Regions from separate parts of the Mus musculus genome. Here all the other regions are linked to region 1. Evidence: chromatin contacts called from public HiChIP or PLAC-seq data. All regions are on one chromosome and are shown on one strand. Each heading gives the region's core, a stretch centred on a gene start, on an enhancer-like site or on the middle of the called end of the contact. The rest is flanking DNA. Distances are from core to core; before and after follow the strand shown.

What was found. HiChIP or PLAC-seq counts read pairs in DNA pulled down with a chosen protein or histone mark.
Region 2: an H3K4me3 HiChIP or PLAC-seq map of bone marrow-derived macrophages shows a contact between it and region 1, with 2.8 times the contacts expected there. The contact joins the enhancer-like site here to the promoter of Rtn4rl1 in region 1. A contact is called at or near these places in 8 of 39 promoter capture datasets (the C10 cell line, the HPC-7 cell line, cranial neural crest and 5 more), 2 of 15 datasets of contacts at CTCF or cohesin (CD8 T cells and the NIH/3T3 cell line), 7 of 484 Hi-C or Micro-C datasets (CD8 T cells, the G1E-ER4 cell line, bone marrow-derived macrophages and 2 more), 30 of 115 datasets of contacts at active chromatin or transcription factors (the 230-238 cell line, the NIH/3T3 cell line, the SCID.adh cell line and 18 more) and 3 of 9 other capture datasets (adipose tissue, liver and pancreatic islet).
Region 3: an H3K4me3 HiChIP or PLAC-seq map of embryonic stem cells shows a contact between it and region 1, with 23 read pairs. The contact joins the enhancer-like site here to the promoter of Rtn4rl1 in region 1. A contact is called at or near these places in 5 of 39 promoter capture datasets (the C10 cell line, the HPC-7 cell line, Sertoli cells and 2 more), 9 of 484 Hi-C or Micro-C datasets (the CH12 cell line, cerebral cortex, cortical neurons and 6 more), 14 of 115 datasets of contacts at active chromatin or transcription factors (the SCID.adh cell line, SST interneurons, bone marrow-derived macrophages and 8 more) and 4 of 9 other capture datasets (adipose tissue, liver, macrophages and 1 more).

What each region holds. Positions count from the first base shown.
Region 1 is chr11:75,192,557-75,196,674 of GRCm38.p6, reverse strand. Rtn4rl1 (reticulon 4 receptor-like 1) reads right to left here and starts at 2,682. Exons shown (of 2, transcript NM_177708.5): 1 at 2,381-2,682. The coding sequence starts at 2,393.
Region 2 is chr11:75,322,009-75,326,374 of GRCm38.p6, reverse strand. All of the region lies in intron 5 of Rpa1 (replication protein A1), which reads left to right. Among named protein-coding and RNA genes, the nearest start is that of Rpa1, 24 kb to the left of the region's middle. Within about 2 kb of position 1,729, at least 34 of the 459 cell types and tissues checked have an H3K27ac peak or open chromatin away from gene starts, as enhancers often do. A contact at or near this core is called in CD8 T cells, the G1E-ER4 cell line, the HPC-7 cell line and 4 more, where this site is marked.
Region 3 is chr11:75,374,684-75,379,159 of GRCm38.p6, reverse strand. The region is part of intron 2 of Smyd4 (SET and MYND domain containing 4); the gene reads right to left. Among named protein-coding and RNA genes, the nearest start is that of Smyd4, 28 kb to the right of the region's middle. Within about 2 kb of position 1,874, at least 11 of the 459 cell types and tissues checked have an H3K27ac peak or open chromatin away from gene starts, as enhancers often do. A contact at or near this core is called in the HPC-7 cell line and embryonic stem cells, where this site is marked.

The DNA.
Region 1 (4,118 bases), core at 1,433-3,932:
TCTCTCAAACCAACCTATAAACCTAGCTGTTTGGAGCTTTTGGGAACAAATCTACAAACGGAAACTTCAATGGCCACCTCCTGTGGCCTTAGCCTGAGGCATGTTTTGGCTTTCGGGCACACACCTAGATTCCACACAAAGAATCTGAGCTTCCTCCACATGTGTGCAGAAAAGACAAATCCAGGGTATTGGATCAGCGCCCCAAAGAGGAAATTGACCAGGAAAGGACCAAAACAAAAGTCATTTGCTCACACAGTGTCCCAGGAGCAGGCTCCAGGCCACCCACGCCCCGCCCAGCCTTGGCAAGGGCTTCTCTGCTCTGTTTCCCTCAAGCCAACCCAGGTGTGAAGCTCAATTGATGGAATCTCAATAGCCAACCTCATCTGTGCGGGGAGAAAGAGCCCAAAGCCTCCAGTGGCCACCTCTCGAGCAGGGAAAGGATCCTTCTCCCTCCCGGGCAGCATCCCCCCAGAATGCACTGGACTTGTCTAGAGCTGGGCTTCTGGCTAGCAAGGATACCAAAGAGCTACTGGAGACTGCTGGAGCCTCCCCGGGCACCTAAGCCATATAAATAAAGTGTGTGGGCTGCTTTGTGGCTCATTCTTAACTGTAAACTGCCAAAAGACAAAAGACCAAAAGGGAAATGAGATGTCAGTTCTTCCCCATTATCTCCATCACAGACCTGCAGCCCAGACATGGCAGCCTTTTCAAAATTGTCTGGGAAGCTTTCCCCACTAGAGCAAGTCTACATGGTCCATGCCCAGGCTTCTCAGACTCCACTGTCTCCAGCTCAGTAAAAATCACCTTCCCTGTGCACACACACTGGCCTGCACTCCAGCACTGCTGAGTTGCTGAAGTGACTTTCCGTGTCTTTCTGTAGGAAAAGGAACTGGGGTGTTAAACAGTAAAGCGGTTCTTCTAACTACTGCAGAGACTTGCCCCACACCACAACGAAAAAGAGGCAATGTGTCGTGTCCCCCCCCAACCCCCCATCTTCTTACTGTACCGACCCACGTGGAGGGCACAAGTCACACAAGTTTGTGATTGTTCTTACACGGTGAGGCAACCAAACCTCCGTGGTTGCCTGAGGCTGGACCACCACTCAGTCTTTTCGACTCATAACGAAGGCGTGGCTTTTCACCCACCTGTCTGACCTGCTTATCTGGGTCTCTCATCTCCCGGTATCTGCTTCTCTCCGCCCATCTCAGGGCTTCGCTCCCCCCACCTCTGCCACCACCCCCTGCCCGCTTTCTCCTTCCCCATCCTGCTGTGAGGTCAGAATCCTGTGCTTACGACACCTCGGTCTGTTGCCATGGAAACAGGGGCGGATTAAGGCTGGAGCGCAGGGATCAGGCCCCTCCGCTACCTGAGCTCCCGCCTCAGCTGGTTCCCGCAGGGCGGGAGCAGCTAGCATCAGGCACCAAGGCTCAGCAGCCGCCGGGCCGAGGCAAGGGACAGGGGAATCCCAGCGGGGCGCCACAGCTAGTACACTGGGACCTCAGAGCAAAGAGACACGCAGAGGAGGGGAGCAGAGGGTAACGGGTCCGCGGGCTCACGTGTGGTCACCTGCCCTTTCTGGGCCGGAGGGACAGCACCTAGAACGGCAACCACGTGGGGGCGCGGCAGGACTTCCCCGGCACCCGCGCCAACTTTGCTCCGCTCCTGCTGCCGGGGAGTCTGGCGAGGTGGTCACCGAGCCAGCGCCCGTTAAGTTGAACCTGGCTCTGGCCGCGCACACTGCCAACATGGCCTTGGCGGTTGCGTCCCTCTGATCCAGGCATTAGGAAAGTTTAAGGAACCGGACTTCTGGCACTTGACACTCCCCACCCTCGGTCGCTAAATGCTCAGGGCTGGTCCCCGGGGATAAGGGTAGGATGCTGGGAAGATGCCTGCGTTCCGGCGCGCCTCCGGAGTTAGGAACGGTGGTGAACGCCGGGGCCGCGCGGTGACTGACCGCTGCCTGCACCCAAGCGCGGGTTGTACTCAGTGCTGAAGCAGCAGAAGCAGGGGCGGGTGCCTGCGCAGGGGATGGAGCCTGCAAGTGCAAAACTTTATAATGGAGAGGCAAAGGTCCCAGGAGGACAGCTCCCTTTTTATCAAAGGTTTCTCACTCTGGTCTCTGAACCCTCAAGACAGATCCCTGAGGCCTGGCCACTCGATCCATGAACAAACCCCATGAACAAACCCCATGTCTCTCAACAGGCCACCAACGGGAGCTCAGCTCCAGCAGCAGGCGCACGGCGGGTGCCTGTGACAAAAGCCAGCCATCTAGCAGGGGGCTGCTTCCGGGACCCATTTCCCTGGCGTTCGACGGCTCCCGGGGCTTGTTGCTCGGCCCGGTTCCATGCAACTCCAACTTGCCCCTGAGGTTCCAACTCACCTTTGCGAAGCATGTTGGCCGCGGGGCCGCCGCTCCGAGGTCGGCCTAGGCGCGCTCCCTCCTGGGGTCCAGATTCAAATCCCTGGGCGCCAGCTGCAGCTAATCCGAGCGCGTCGAGGCGGGGGCAAGCCGGGAATCCGCTTGTGCCCGGCGGCCCGGTCCCGCAGGGGCATGGTGAGCCCAAACCCGGTGCTCAGGGCACCGGCGCCTGCTAGCAACCGCGGCGCTGCCAACCAACGCGGTGCGCTCGCTCAGCCCCGGGCGAGTGGCTTGCTCCGCCGAGCCGGCGGCCTGATTCTGCCGCCCCAAACACTTTGCAGGCGGTTTTGAGGGGGGACGCCGCCCCCTAGCCGGCCAGCCGATGTCCCCTCTTCCCCGCCCCCTCGGGCAGCGGCTGCTGCAAAAGGGCGCTCGTACGCACAGCCTAGCTCCGGGAAAGCGCCCGGCGCGCGTTTGCAGGACCGAGCGATCCGCCGAGCGGGGCGCCTCCCTTCCTCCCCCCGGCTTCCCCCACCTCTCTTCCTCCTCCCTCCCTCCCTCGCTCTTCAGCTCCCTCCCTCCCGCTCCGTTCCCCGCCCCCGCTCACGGAGCGCCTCCCATACAAAATTTATGAAAGTGCTCTCAGCTCGCGGTGCGGAGCGCCGTCCTATTCCCAGGGCAGCGGCGCTCAGCCGTGCGGCGCCGCCTTCCAAGGTGTTTTCGCTGCACCTGCCCCCGGGGATGATCCTCGGCCCGCGTCCGTCCAAGTACCTGCCCCAGTCATCCGCGGGTCGTCCGGCCACTGTAATCGCCCTCCCCGGCCCCGCAGGCTTCTCCGAGCACGCACCCGCAGCCCAGCCCCCGCCTGTTTGCCCTTCGCTGCTGGAGGTCATCAAGAGAAGCGGCTGGAACAGTGTACCGGCCCTGAGCCCCGATGACAAGTCCAACACCCTTGCCCCGTCTCCTCTCTGACCCGCGTCCCTTCCTTCCTGTGAGGCTCGACGGCTCTTCCCTGCCCAGAACTGCTCCGGCGACATAGCCTTCCCCCCACCCCGCCCGCCCATCCAGAGTTCCAAGACACTGTTCTTTGGGGGGAGATGTGCGGGACAGCTAGCATTTGGGGATGTCCAGTTGAAAATCGTATAAAGAACTATGGGAGTTCAGGTGGGCTATCTCTGGCTGGAAGGCCTCCCCGGTCCCCTTTAGTCCTACACAGACCCCACCCATGAGAGGATTCTCCAAACAGGGAGGAGGTACCGCCTGAAAAGCCGGTCGGTCCTGCAAGGGCCCTTTGGGCCAAGTGTGGAGAAGGTTCAAGCCAGCAGAGATCCTAGGTGGAGGCCGGCACCCCCTACTGGCCCGGGATAAGAAGGACTCCCTAAGAGGAAAAAGACTGGGCCAGGTCACTCGTTGAACATATTAGAGTTTTATGTATTACACTATGTGGAAATTCAGCCAGTGAAAAAGAGAAGGTCCCTGTCCTCCTTGAGTTTATACTCTAATAGGACAAAAAGAGAAAAGTTCAGATGATGGAAGTGTCTGGAAGAAAGACAAAGAGGGTGTTGCTCTGGAGCTGATCCGGGATGCGAGTGGGGGATGGGGTGGAAGTGGAGCTAATGTGACAGCTGCCATCTAACCAGAGATCTAAGTTCTCTGTGGAGTAAACTTGGAGGGGTGATCAGAAGTCAGAAGCAAGGCCATTATCACTGGCACGAATACAGATACTCAGAACCCTAAGGTCCCGGCCCCTGGTTTGAGC
Region 2 (4,366 bases), core at 480-2,979, 130 kb before region 1:
GGAGTATTTATAGTTGTACAGTGTTTCAGCTGCGTCCTCCTGGTTTTCTCTGTCAGGTGGGAGAGGGATGCTGGGCCCTCATATGGAATCGCGGGTTAACTTTTCTCTCGTGGTGCTCTTTGCCTTCTTCCCTTTTCCAATGTTTCTTACTGTCTCTGTTGCTGTATTGCTGTGACCCTGTCACTCTGGCCATGCTGTGGTGTTTGCAGTGTGCATGTTTTGAGCTTATCACGGCCTGTCACTAGGCTCAGCTGTGTCGATTTGTAAAATGTTGTGCAAGAATCCCGTTTCTTCTTCCCGATCTTTGTGGTATGCCTGTCAGCCTATCTGTCATAAAGCTGACAATTTATTGCTGGTATTGTGTTTAAACTGTTTGTAAGAGATTGTGCCTGTGCTTTGTCTTGAGATGTTCTCAGTTCAACCTTCGGGCTTCAGGCCTCGCAGGTTGGGTTTATAGGCACAGGCTTCCCGGGCCCACTCCCTCCCTCAAACTCCAGTTACGCTGATTAATGGTTAGCGTGCATCTATTGCTTTTTTAAAGCAGTGTCTCACTCTAGTCCTGGCTGGCCGTAAATCCCGGCCACCCCTGCTTTAGTTTGTTTGGATAACAAGAATGAGCCAGCAGACACACAGCCATTATTAAAATGATATTTAGAACTTGTGTTTATTTTTTCATCTTTGCCATTTCTGGGATGTCATTGGTCGGGCCCATCTTTTCTGCTGTCATTTAATAACGCTGACATCCAAACCCCCACTCTCTCTGCTCTCTCTCTCTTGCTCTTGGATCCACTTCCTCTCTCCCCAGTCAGTGATTTTTGAGACAGGGTTTCTTTGTTGCCTGGCTTTCCTGGAACCCACTGTACAGACCAGGCTGGCCTCGAACTCATGGATCCTCCTGCCTCACCTGCCTCTGCCTCCTGAGTGCTAGGGTTAAAAACGTGCACCCCCATGTCTGGCTTTCTTTTTTTTTTTTTTAACATGCTCTGGGAAGTTTTGTTAAATAACTTTTTGTTTCCTTTTCTCCAGTCTGGCTTGCTTCCAATAGTGCCAGAATCGCCTGGGTTGATGATAGCCAGGGTGCGTACTCTGTAGTCTTTTTCTGTTTTCTGAATGTTGTGCCCAATTCAATTACTGCTGTTGTAGTGATGGGCACCAGTTTGGACCAGTATGCGTCGAGTTATGTTTCAGATTTCCTCCGATAACCAGTCTCTCCTTCTGTGATCTCTGTCCTGATCACCTTCAGAGTCTGCTTCTGTCCCAGCGGGTACTTCCCAGTTCTCATAACAAGCAGACTCTAGAGTTGATCAGTTCCAGAGACTTTTGTCCTCTTTGCAGCCACTGTCTTCCTGCCATAAGTGCGGGACAGCTCCCAACCACGAGCAGCCACTATGGTGGACCAGAACGTTTATTTGTTTGTTTTTGTTTTTGTTTTATTGACTTGCCAGGTCCGGTGTGTGCTGTCCACACATACTCATGGGTGGGTGTGGGGCCACTCACTAGAGCATGGCTGACCCATATCGATAAAGGAAATCGATTCCCCCTACTTTAGAATCCATCAAATCAACTCTCTACAGCTTCTCCTTTAATAACAGGGCCTCTCGAGCCCATCCCAGCTCCATGTTAGAGTGGTCCCTGGCATGGTTTGCTGTAGGCAACCATAGTTACTAAGAGCTGATGAGGGCAGAGGCCCTGGCTTGTCCAGAGGACACCATTTTGTGCAGAGCTTTCCTGACACCTTATTTTTACAGTTCCTCACCGCACTTCCCTTTTCACAGTGGTCACTAAGCCTTGGTGTGTGAGTGTGTGTGTGTGTGTATGTGTGTGTGTGTGTGTGTGTGTGTGTATACTCTGACCATCTGTGAGTTTCTTTTGCTTCAAGAAATTCTAATCAGGGTAGAAAGATGGCTTAGCAGTTAAGAGCTCTTGATGCCTAATATTGAAGACCAGAGTTCTAGTCCCAGCAGCCATGTAACAAGGCTAGTGCCCACACACACTTATAACATTGGTTCCAAGAAAGGTGAGACAGGAGGATTGCTGGGACTTGCTGCCTTGTAGTCCAGCCAAGGAACAGGAGCCCCAGGTTCCAGGTTTAGCGAGAACCACTGCAATAGGTAGGAAGTGATAGAGAAGAGAGCCTTTATGCAAGTTTAGACACTCACACTAATGTCTGACACAAAGAAATGAAAACCGTCATTTGCGATTTTCAGGGTACGTTTCTAATGTATCCAGAAGTCTTCATTTCAAAGCTTTTCATTATTGTGAAAATTGTATTTAAGTATATAAGTTGTGTGAGTGAATCTATTACAGAATGTTATATATGTATATATTATTTATTTCACATTGGCATTTTTAATTATGTTTGCCTATAAAACTATGTAGTTTTTTAATTGAAACTTAACAAAAAACAACAAAACGCTTTAAAAAAAGAAGAAGAAGAAGGAAGATATGTATAATGTGTGTGTTAAATACCTTTAATTCCAGCACTGTGGAGGCAGAGGCAGGCAGATCTCTGGGTTGGAGGCCAGCCTGGTCTGCAGAGCAAGTTCTGGAACAGCCAGGGCTACACAGAGAAACCCTGTCTCAAAAAAATGAAAGAATCTTAAGATGGTCATATATGGGTTTTATAGCAGTTTGTATTTTTCTTTGAATGTTTGCGGGCATGTAGGTAAGCGTACCATGTGCATGCAGTGCTCTTGAAGGCCAAAAGAGGGCGTTAGCTTCCCCTGGAATTGGAGAAGCAGATGGCTGAGAGCCTCCATATGGGCGCTGTGCTCTTAACCACTGAGCCATCATCTCTGCAGCCCTGTTTCTTTAACAAGCATTAATGTTTGTTTTAATTTTTGAGTAGAGCTGCGTGACTTTGTAATCAAAACTATGGCGTGCAATGGGTGGGCTCCTACCCACTGCATTGTGCACCCACTGCTGCCCTTTATAGATAACACAGTTTAAGGTTTCTTTATCCTACCAGGGCTATTCGCCAAGTAACCAAATGCAAATGCTGCTCCTGTACCCCACATGGTTTACATAAAAGATAGCTAGTTCTCTACGCTGTCTTTTTTCTGTCCTCTTTAAAAAAATTATTTATTTTTGTGAAATAAAGTCTTACCTTATACCCCGACTGAGCCTGAAACTTGTTTACCAACCTCTGCATCCTGAATGCTGGGATTCTAGCTTCTCCCCCTTCCCTCCCCCCCCTCCCCCCGCCCCCCAGCAGTTCTGGTGTGGCTGTTCTGTTGTTTATTTAACCAACTCTGTGGTTAGATCCTTTTGTCTCCGTGCTCTGACTATAAAAGTGTGCTTGATCCTAATTTGAACCCAAGCACTGCAAGAAGGAAAAAAGATCCACCAGAAGCCGCAGTGAATTACCTCCTGGGTACACCAGTGTGCGGGCAGAGTGGGCTTTTTTTGCCAGAAGTGATTGCTGGGTTAACTGGGAATGTGCCTGTGATTGGCAGACACAGTTAGACATTCTCCTCTGCTTGTTACAGCGTACCCCAGCAATGAGTGAGCACACTGGTCTCTTCCCAGTCATGCCAGCAGCCCATCTTCTGTGTCTTTAAGAATTGATGGATGAAGAGCAGTATCATGGCTATAGCTTGTGTTCTGAGTGAGGTCTGTCCTTGTAAATGTTTAAGAGCCCCTTTGCCTTTTGGTTTTTGGCCTCTGAAGTGGACTTGTTGTTGTTGTTAGCCTGTTATGTGCTGTTTGTTTGCTTGTTTTTCTTCTTGATTTCTGTGAGTTCTTCAAAAAATAGGGAGTGTCGGTTTTTTTGGCTCAGATGTGAGCTCTGTGCTTTTTTTGGTTTTGGTTTTGGTTTTTTTGGTATTTTTTGGCATTGTTACCAAGCCAGGAGTATTGTTACTCAAACCACCATGGGACTGTCGTGGCTTCAGAAACAGCACCTTTCACCACAGCAAAGGCTTCAGGGGAGGCCGAGAACCAAAGTTAGATTTACATCCTCTGGAAGCTAGTCCAGCGCCTCTTACGTCAGAAGTCCACTGGAGTTAGTGAGCAAACACAGCCCAGGCTAGTAAGAATTCCACCATGCATCAAAATGCAAATATACATTTTATTACTGCTGCCATATTGAGCAAAAATGGATGGATGATTCAAAGTGTGCGAAATAAAACTAGACAGTCAATGCTGCATATACTGTAGGGATGGGTGCCTTTAAATCCTTCACGCTTGCAGCTGTGTGTGTGTCCTGTATCTGTGCTGTTGGCGATAATATCTTGCTCAGACTTAAACTAGGTACTGTATAATATACTTATTATTCATATTGGAATTATACCCAGCCTAATTGTGTCCATTTTCTGTCAGTAGGAACTGAGAAATATTGCATTGATCCATATCGTCTTACTTGTTT
Region 3 (4,476 bases), core at 625-3,124, 180 kb before region 1:
CCCTTAAAGTATAAAATTTAATGTGAAGCTGGTCTACAGAGTGAGTTCTAGGACAGCCAAGGGCTACACAGAGAAACCCTGTCTCAAAAAAAAAAAAAAAAAAAAAAAAAAAAAAAAAAAAAAAAAAGAAAGAGAAAGAAAGAAAGAAAGAAGGCAGAGAACCTGACATCCTCCACTAGCTTCCATGTTACATGCACATGCAAGCATACACATCTGCATGCACCTCACACACACACATACACACACACACACACACACACACACACACACGCAGAAAGAATTCTTTTCCTTTTAAAAAAAGATTTATTTATTTATTTATTTATTATATCTAAGTACACTGTAGCTGTCTTCAGACACACCAGAAGAGGGTGTCAGATCTCATGACAGATGGTTGTGAACTCAGGACCTTTGGAAGAGCAATCAGTGCTCTTAACTGCTGAGCATCTCTCCAGCCCAAAATAATTCTTACTAGTAACATGGAACAATCAAGTTTTATTATATGATACATATTAATCAACTTATAAGTACATGATTATGCACATTTATCATATCGTGCAACCATCACTGCTGTCGTTTTGTTTTGTTTTGTTCTTTTGAGGCCCGGTTTCTGTGTTGTTCTGGAACTCACTCTGTAGACCAGGCTGGTCTTGAACTCAATGATCTGCCTGCCTCTGCCTCCCAAGTGCTGAAAACAAATGTGTGCACCACCACCTCTGGCTATCACTGCTGTCTTTTTTTTTTTTTTAACAGTTATTTATTTCGTGCATGCATGTGTGTATAAGCATGTAACGTATGCCATGGTATGCATGTGGAGGTCAGAGGACAACTTTCAGGAGTTAGTTCTTTCCTCCCACTGTGGGTTCTAGGAACCAAGCTCAGGTTGTTAGACTTGCATGGCAAGTGCCTTTACCACAGAGCCATCCTGCTGGCCCTACTATAGGTCCTTATATAAAAAGATCATATGCCGGGCAAAAACCAAACAAAAAATAAACCTCAAAAAACAAAAGGACCATATAATATTGTGGGGGAGTGGATGAAGTCCTGAACGAATGTGTTCTGTTGACATGTCTGTACTTCAGACCCATGGGAATTGGCAAAGCCTTCCTCTGGTCCTGTGAGGATGCTGATAGTCTGTCTAAAAACTAGAGATCACAGCTTTCTCCTCTGGATGACTGTAACCCCAGATTGTTCCTCTTCAGAGACTGTCCACCAAGCTACCCTGCCTACTTAAGCTGTACACAATGAATGAGCTGAGTTTCCAGGTTACAGCACAGTAGACACTGTCCATCAGTGAGAGCACAGCCTAGCCTAACAGTACACATGTCTGCTTTCTTCACGTTTCCAGAACCAAGCCTTGCTGGATAGAGCATATTTGTCTGTTTGGCTTATTTCACTTGATAAAAAGTTTTCAAGGAGGGCCAGGTGTGGTGGCACACGCCTTTAGTCCCAGCACTCGGGAGGCAGAGGCAGGCAAATTTCTGAGTTCGATGCCAGCCTGGTCTACAAAGTGAGTTCCAGGACAGCCAGGGCTATACAGAGAAACCCTGTCTCAAAAAACCAAAAAAAACCAAAACAAAACAAACAAACAAACAAACAAAAAGCCAAAAATCCAACCCCCCCCAAAAAAAAAACCAAACCAAAAACCAAAAAACAACAACAACAAAAAGTTTTTGAGGTTTAATTTATTGCATGTCACAGAATTTCACTGTTTAAAAAAATGGCTGAATAATATTTCACTATCCATTCACGTATTTGTAGGCATTCATGTGTGTAGTGGTTTAAATAAAAATAGCCCCCATAGGCTTCTACAGTTGAATGCTTAGTCATTGAGTAGCAGTACTAGAGAGGGAATTGAAGGTGTGGCCTTATTGGAGTAGGAGTGGCCTTGTTGCAGGAATTGTGTCACTTTGAGGTCCCAGCAACAAGGTTGCTCTGATCACATCCAAAGACATTCTAGGTCTATGTGATCTGGCTGGAATTCAGACATGCCCTTAATACACACCTTTAATCCCAAACAATGAAGGTAAAGTTAGTTTATAAAAAGAAGCACCCATGTTTGAAAGTGACGTTTAATTAAGAGTGATGAATTAGAGAAAGATCTGCTGTCACAGAGCAGAGAGGAAAGAGAGGCAGCATAAGAGGGAGCATGGCAGAGGGAGAGGGAGGAGGGGTTTTCACCAGGGCATTTGTACAGAGACAGGTTGCAGAGCTAGAACAGGTGAAGACAGAACAAGCCAGAGAATGAGAAGGAGCCAGGAGATTAGGACAGATTGCCAATGTTAATAGGCTAAGCAGAGCATTTTAGTCAGAAACTGAGAGAAGTCAAATTGAATCAGTTAGCTTGGAAAGGAGTTTGAGCAGCAACAGCTGAGTTAAACTAGCCAACAGAATCCAGAAAGAACTAGAAAAGATGAGCTTACTCAGCAGCAAATCTCAGAGGCTAAAAACATCTTAGACCTAGATTAGACTGCATGGAGGCTAGACGCTTCCAGGGCTAGGCCTAGGTTAGCAGACGGAGAGAGTAATAAGCCTTGGAGACAACAGTTAATACAGAAGACTATGTACAGACATGGATATGAACCTCTCAGCCACTTCTCCAGCGTCATGCCTGTCTGCATTGTTAGGAGTCATCTAGGAAAGGCTAAGGGCAGGCAAGCAACTTTTCCAGAGATGGTCCACTGTTTTTTGCATGGCTTTTGAGAGGCGAGCTCTGAGAGGGAAGGTTCCAAGAGACTTCATCCCAGGATTGCTGCTTAATTACGACATGCCTTTTCTTGTCACTGTTATTTAGTATAATGACTCCTGAGCTTTAGCCCATCCTATTGGGCATATTTCCTGCAGATCAACATAAAGATGAACTTTCACAAATTAATGCTGTTTAGATGAATAAATGATTTTATAAAATTCCTGATTTGATTTAAATAATTTTAGGAAGAAAGCTTTAGGAGATAGTTTAGTTGGTTTGCCAGAAAGATGTAATAACGTCAGAATCAAGAATAGAATGTGGCTGGGCAGTGGTGGCAGATGCCTTTAATCCTAGCACTTCGGAGGCAGAGATAGGCGGATTTCTGAGTTCGAGGACAGCCTGGTCTACAGAGTGAGTTCCAGGACAGCCAGGGCTACACAGAGAAACCCTGTCTTGAAAAACAAAACAAAAAGAAAAGTAAGTAAAGGCTGCATAATAAAGAATACAATGAGCTTTCACAACTACACCAAAAAGAGACATGCTTGGGACAAATTTGTGATCAAGGAAAAATATTCATTCTAGATCAGGTCCAAGGATGAAGCCACAAGTGTGTGATATGATGAACAAGACCATGGATAAACTGTTGTTTTGAGCTTAAAGAATAAAACACTGCTTTGAAATTAACTATCAACATTCTACTGTAACTTTCCTTTTTATAAATTTTATCTATGAGATAATTTTCTAAAGAACTTGTGTCTATAAAGGTATAGAAGGACAGAGAGAAAGAAATAAGGTGTGGCATCTGGGCTCTGCTCCATCCACCCAAATAAATATGTGTGTGTGTGTATGTATGTATGTATGTTTATCTATATGTATGTATATACATACATGTGTAGGTAGGTATATGTGTATGTATATAAGTATGCATGAACACTTGGGAAGTTGATGAGACAAGTGAGAGGTTGGGCCCCCCAGACAGAATGTGTGTGCCTGTATGTCTATGTGTGTGCTTGAATTCATCCTTTCTTCTTTTTCTTTTCTCTCTGGTTCACAAAGCGTTAGCAAGTCCTAGGCCTCTTGCTTGGCCAGCAAGATGTCCTTGAGCTAGAGAACTAAGCAACTTAACACATAAGCAGTAAGATTACAAGGCCAGGGATCATCAGTCTTTAGTCTTCATCCAACTCTGTTTCACCTCAGCTCATTCCTCAGCCAGAGGCTGCTCTGGCCCTGCATGCCACCAATGACGACAATGAACTAACTTTCTGAAACTGGAAGTCAGCCCCATTGAAATGAGAGTTTTAAGAGTTGCCATGGTCATGGTGTCTCTTCACAGCAATAAGACACCAAGAAAATGTGTTTTCCACTTCTGATTACTGTGGAAAATGCTGCTATGAACACTGGTGTGCAAGTATCTGCTCACATCCTGCTTTCAATTCTTTGGGGTATAAACCCAGAAGTGGGATTACTGCACCATACAATAATTCTCTAACTTTCAAGCAATTTTCCACAATGGTTGTATCATTTTACATTCCCACTGGCTACGAGAAGGGTTCCCACTTCTACACATCTTCACCACCATTTCTGTTTTTGTTTTTGAGTAACAGCTGCCTAATGACTGTGAAGTGGTATCTTATCTCAGTGTTGATTTGCATTTCTCTGATCATTAATGTGGGAAGGCATCGTTTCATATGTTTATTGGCTGTTTGTGTATCATCTTCTTTGGCGATGTTGATTCAAGTTATTTGCTTGTTTTTTTAATTGGAGTTTTAAAAAATTGTTGTTGAGTTGTG